Regions from separate parts of the Mus musculus genome. Here region 2 is linked to region 1. Evidence: chromatin contacts called from public Hi-C data. All regions are on one chromosome and are shown on one strand. Each heading gives the region's core, a stretch centred on a gene start, on an enhancer-like site or on the middle of the called end of the contact. The rest is flanking DNA. Distances are from core to core; before and after follow the strand shown.

The links. Hi-C and Micro-C count contacts between places; a contact is called where the count stands out from the background.
Region 2: a Hi-C map of B cells shows a contact between it and region 1, with 8 read pairs. The contact joins the promoter of Plpbp here to the promoter of Tm2d2 in region 1. A contact is called at or near these places in 6 of 39 promoter capture datasets (HPC-7-derived erythroid cells, hematopoietic stem and progenitor cells, liver and 2 more), 3 of 484 Hi-C or Micro-C datasets (B cells and CD4 T cells), 4 of 115 datasets of contacts at active chromatin or transcription factors (the NIH/3T3 cell line, bone marrow-derived dendritic cells, bone marrow-derived macrophages and 1 more) and 1 of 9 other capture datasets (liver).

The regions. Positions count from the first base shown.
Region 1 is chr8:25,015,809-25,018,602 of GRCm38.p6, reverse strand. It overlaps Tm2d2 (TM2 domain containing 2), which reads right to left and starts at 1,392. Exons shown (of 4, transcript NM_027194.3): 1 at 1,011-1,392; 2 at 450-537. The coding sequence starts at 1,234. Adam9 (a disintegrin and metallopeptidase domain 9 (meltrin gamma)) reads left to right here and starts at 1,681. Exons shown (of 22, transcript NM_001270996.1): 1 at 1,681-1,918. The coding sequence starts at 1,822.
Region 2 is chr8:27,041,185-27,043,978 of GRCm38.p6, reverse strand. It overlaps Plpbp (pyridoxal phosphate binding protein), which reads right to left and starts at 1,424. Exons shown (of 8, transcript NM_054057.4): 1 at 1,266-1,424. The coding sequence starts at 1,364.

The DNA.
Region 1 (2,794 bases), core at 143-2,642:
ACTTCCAACGGATATGGTGCAGGCCGGCTGTCACCTGCATGAGGAACTTGCTCCAAGTGCGTGTGTAACCAAGAAAGGCCAGTTCAGCACCAGCTTTACAAAGTGCATGGCTTTGCTGTTGTTGCTGCTGCTCTGTTAAGAAAAGCCTTGCTTTGAAAGTACAGTCGATGTCTTGGCTTTAATTTGTTAGTTTCAACAGTCAAAGGAAGCAATACAGGTTGGTCTTTGCACTTGGGTGGCTTGGGCACAGGCATGGTTGGTTCCTGAGGAAAGCAAATGTGCTCTTCAGCCGTTAAAACCTTTGTCATGTTTCCAGCGACAGTTATACGGATGAAGTTGTAAAAAAAAAAAAAAAAAATCAAGTCTGTCTGTATGCCCTTCTGTAATTCTTTAACAGCACCCGGCCATGCTTCCCACGAAGGTGCCTGTACAAAGAACAAAATCCTCACCTTGAGACAACCATAACCAAGCTCCTGGGAGGCAGTTGCATTTCCAACGTGATCCACTGGGGCATCACAGTCTACGAACTCGTCGGGTCTGCAAATCAGTAAGATTTTTCATCAGTGCCTTTTGCCGATTGCTTCTGTGTCCGCACGCAATGCTATTTTCGTTCCTCTTTTAATATCTGTTCCTCCTTCTGTACTGGGAACTGGATACGCTAGAGGTGCTATCTACCTTTGAGCTACATTTCCAGCCCTTGAATTTTCTTTCTTTCTTTTTTTTTTAAATTTGAGACAAGTTACCCAGGCTGGCTGGTTGGCCTTGAACTCATCCTGTAACCAAGGCAGCAGAAAGGGTGCAGGAAGTGGAAGGGTTCTGTAGCCTACATTACTCCTTCCCAGTATCTACCACTAACACACAGTTTAATTGCTTTCTGTGGCAGGGCAATTGAGAGGCACCAGTCCCGGAATCACCTCCCCGAGGTGGAAGCAGCCTTCCGCTCCCACAACCAACAGCTATCCCTGGCCCGATCCCCCTCTAGGTCCGCCCGCCACGTCCCGGCAGCTTACAGGTAAGAGCAAAGGATGACTGGCGAGTTGGGGTCGCTGTATTCCCAGCTTGAGGCCGCGGGACCCTCGAGGTGAGCGGCGCCCGAGGGTGTGAGATCCAGTTCGGCCGTAGCATTAAACGAGTGGCTCCGAGAAACACAGTGCAGCAGCAGCAGGTTCCCCAATAGCAGGGCCGCCTGGCCGCACAGCAATAGGTAACTCACAGGGCAGCCGCCCAGCACCATCTTCCCGGGGGCCGGTCCTAGAGACCTGGCCTAAAAACAAAGCCAGGCCGCCACGGCCCACCGGAGCCCGGCGCTGTCAGGCCTCTCTCTACGTCGGGTACGCAACCCTCCGTTCCACAGCCAACCCGTGCGCAGCTCGACGCTCCGCCTGCCACTACGGCCAATCAGAAACGGCCAGGGGAAAGGTGTGGCCTGGCTTCGCTCCGCCCTCCAGTAGACCCTTCACTGCTGCACGGAGCGGAGGGAGGGTGGAGCTTCCCTTAGCCCCGCCCTCCAGCCCCTCCTACCTTCTCTAGTCTCCGCTGAGCGGGCGGAGGGGCGGAACAGCCGGGCGCGAACTGGAGCGGCGGCGGCGGCGGCCGCCGGTGGGTTGGCCAGACTGTATTTTCCCTACGTCAGCCTCTGGCCGCGGGATCGGGAAAGGGGCGGGGTTTTTGGGGGGGGGGGGGTTGCTGCGTCAGTGCCGCGCGCGTGCTCGCCGAGGGCGAGCGCCCCGCCAGCCCGGGGGCCCCCGCGGGGTTGCAAGGATGACCGAAGGGGCGGAGGCGGCGGCCGCGCGTTGAGCGGAACCTGCCGAAGCCCTCGCTATGGGGCCGCGCGCGCTCTCGCCCCTTGCCTCTCTGCGACTAAGGTGGCTGCTGGCGTGTGGCTTGCTGGGCCCAGTCCTCGAGGCCGGGCGACCAGGTGGGTGCCGGACGGGAACCGTGCTGTGGGGAGTGAGTGCTGGGTGGTGAGGGCTGCGAGGCGGACCCTGGGCTCCGGCTCCCCTGTCAGCGCTGACCCGGAGCCCGGTGGCCGGCGGCCGGCTGCACTGTGGCGGTGCGCTCGCTACTCCCGGGCTGCAGCGAGTGCTTTGCGGGTGGAGTGGCTGTCACCAGCTCTGGGCTGGGAGATGGAACTTTTGCTTCAGTCTATCAGGATTTGGGGTTTGACGTTCGCCGTCTTGGACGACTCAGCAGTAGGTCCACAGGGATCCCGATGGAGAAGAGGGCGGGTTTTCCTTGGGCCGTTTTTTTTTTTTTTTTTTTTTTTTTTTTTGTTAGTAAGGATACTTAAAATAATAAAATCAACGAAACGCTACGTTTCTAGAGCCTGTAGTTCAATCTATCTAAATCTGGACAAAGAATCTCTGCTCTGTTTAACCCAGGGGATTATCGGAAAGAATTAAATTACTGTTCGCCAGCACATCTGAATTGTGAAACTTCCCGTAAATATGTAAGATATTTATATTGTGGATGATGAAACTGAATGGGAACACACTAGGTTCTTTTTTTCCTGGAAATAAGTTATTTATTTCATCCTTTGTATTAAATTAGTGTTTGCATGGCTTAGTTATCTCTTTGAGCTCCGGGAACACTATGGACAATAGAAGGCTTTACAAAATTGTTGCCTTCAAAGGTGATGAGTGTAGATTTGAGTTCAGGACCGCTGACCTTCACGAAACTAATTACAGCTTCTTGTCTTTGGCTTTCTCCTTTTTAATTAAGTTAGCGTCCTCCTGGAGTTTATAAATACTGACAAATTTTCAATGGGATGCTTCCAGGACGTGTCTGATGAAAC
Region 2 (2,794 bases), core at 175-2,674, 2.0 Mb before region 1:
AAAACCCAGCAGCATCCTTCATGAAGGGAAGGCAACATCCTGTTTAGCAGGGAGGTCACTTCTGGCTTCTGATACACGAAGGTAAATAGTTTAGAAACTCATTTTGGTCCTGATGTAATTATTAATAACGCTTCCACTCACCCTGGAAGAGGCTCAATTGAGATAAAGACATACACTGCCTTGTTCAGTCTATGAATCAACCAACAGTCAGCAGAGTTGACAACGAGACACCCACAACTCAGTGTTCAGGATTAGATTCACGCAAAGTCTCCTCACATCCATTACATAAAATGAAGGGTTTCCCTGCTTTCCTTACGTCTACCCCACCGTTTCTGAGACTGTCACAGAACCACAGTGCTCTCAAGGACTTGGAGACGTCACATCAATTACCACACGGTCTCCTGCTGCCTCCTTCTGAGGGACTGACTGTGTCTAATTCCTAGTGTGATGATGAACTAACTGGAGGCTTCCAGAGACAAATCGGTCAAGCAGGCCTAACTCCCGAGGCGGGCTGCATTAGGGAAATCCCGAGAACTCCGGTACCAGGAAGGTGGTAGGAACTCCCAAGGCTCTCTTAATTTCCTTCCCCTGTGAGGAACCCTAGCTAGGGCTAGAGTAGTTAACTGGACATGCCCAGACATCAGGTAAGAGAAGACTATGTTAATTCAGCCTTCGGTTTTCAGGCATCATTTTGAAATCTCAGACCATGAACACTAGATCAGAAAGGAAAGGTGTTTGATTTTTTTTTTTTTTCTGTCTCACTTCACATAACGTAGCTTAATTTGCATGGAGAAAAGCAGATACTGGCACCGGTCTAGAAGTCCAATGGGGGACATAACAACCATACGAAAATAACAAACGCTTGTGACAGGGCACCTGACAGCTCCCGCCCGCTCTGTGTGTGTCAAGTTCACGCGCAGCTAGACCACGGCTCGCGGCCGCCGCAACGCACGTGATCGCGGGTGGACACGGCCCTCCCAGGGCTCTAGTACCGTGGTGACGAATGGCGTGGTGGTACCGAGGGCAATGACGAATGGCGAGACGCCTGGATACGAGTCACTTGCCCTAAATGAACACCTTTCTCCAACCAAGCCAACCTCCCGGCAAGTCCCGATCCTCAAGGCCAGACCGACCGCCATGGAAACCCAGCGATCCCCTCTGCAGCCCCCGCCCCTCCGGGAGCCCCTTCTGCGTCACCGTGACACCTCGTCCCACGTAGGTGTCCCCCTTCCAGCCCTCCCCAGTGCCCTTCCGCCGGTCCTCACCCGCGGCCGCCGCGCCACACTCTGCTGGACTCGCTCGTTCACGGCCCGCAGCGCGAACCCGACTCCCAGCTCCGCCGTCATGCTGCCACCTCTCAACATTCCCAAGAGGATGCCCGGAGGACCCGCGACTCACCGAGCCCACCTTCCGGTCCCGCCCCCTTCCTGAGAGGTCCAATCGCCGCTCACCATCCAGCCACTTCCCCAGCGGAGGTTGGCCACCCAGGCGGGCGCCATCTTGGGGAAGGCGGAGGTTACCCGGACTGAAAGCCTCCTAGGGAGTTCAAGGGCTGGGCGGGCCGGTATAAACCAAGACATTAAAGTAACTTTCATTCATCCGTTCCGTTCCTTTCCTTTTTCCTTTCTTCTTTTCCTTTCCCTTCCCTCCCCTCTCCTTCCCATTTTTAAATTTCTTTCGAGACAGGGCTTCTCTGTGTCCTGGCTGTCCTGGAACTCATTCTCTAGATCAGGGTGGCCTTGAAATCCCAAGTGCTGGGTCTAAAGGCGTGTGCCACCACTGCCCAGCTATTATTTCTTTTTTAAAATATTTATTTTATGTGCGTTGATTTGTTTTGTCCTCATGTATGTATGTGCATGCACCGTCGTATCTGTGGTGCCATGGCCAGGAGAGTTTTGGATCTCGACCTGATGGTTGTGAGCCATCATGTGTGCTGGGGACAGAATTCTGGTCCTTTGCAAGAGCAACAGGTGCACTTGACTACTGATCCATCTCTCCAGCCCCCTTTTAATTTAAATATTTTTATTTATATTTTTGTTGTGTGGGTGTTTCCCCTGAACGTTAAGTCTGTGAACTGCCACAGAGGTCAGAGGAGGGCATAGAACTCTCTGGAACTGATGAGTGGATAGATGGGTGCTGGGTTCTGAACCTCTATAAGAGCAGTAAGTGCTCTCTCTCCATTCCCAGACTTTAGGAGTAATGATATTGAAGGTAAATGCCTCTTCATATACTGCTGTCACCACAGTGAAAAAAACCCCAAAACCTGAAAGGGCCCAGAAGGCTGTTACAGAGTGAGCCTAATGAGAAGCTGGCTGTGGAGCTGCAGTTGGGAAGTACTAGTCAGGAATAAGTGGGTCAAGTTTAAAGGGTTCGTGAAGGCTGGGATGGACGTGAAGTCAAAGAGATGCTCTGCTTCAAAAAATTGAAGGTGATAAGACAGGTCAGGGGTCAGAGGCGCTTGCTGTCCAAAGTCATATGGTGGAAGGAGAAAGCAGACTCCTGCAGATCTCCACATGAATGCCAGGGTGTCTGAGCATGTGCGCATGCACAAGGATGTATACATACATATGTACACAGATGTAAAAATGAGACCTATAAATACTACAGATTTAGGGTGGGGCCTCTATCTATCTATCTATCTATCTATCTATCTATCTATCTATCTATCTACCTACCTACCTACCTACCTACCTACCTACCTATCTGCACATATACATAAACACACACAGAACCTACTACTACTGTTTTGCTAAATGGACATGGCAGCAAACTGTCTTCAGAATATTTATATCCA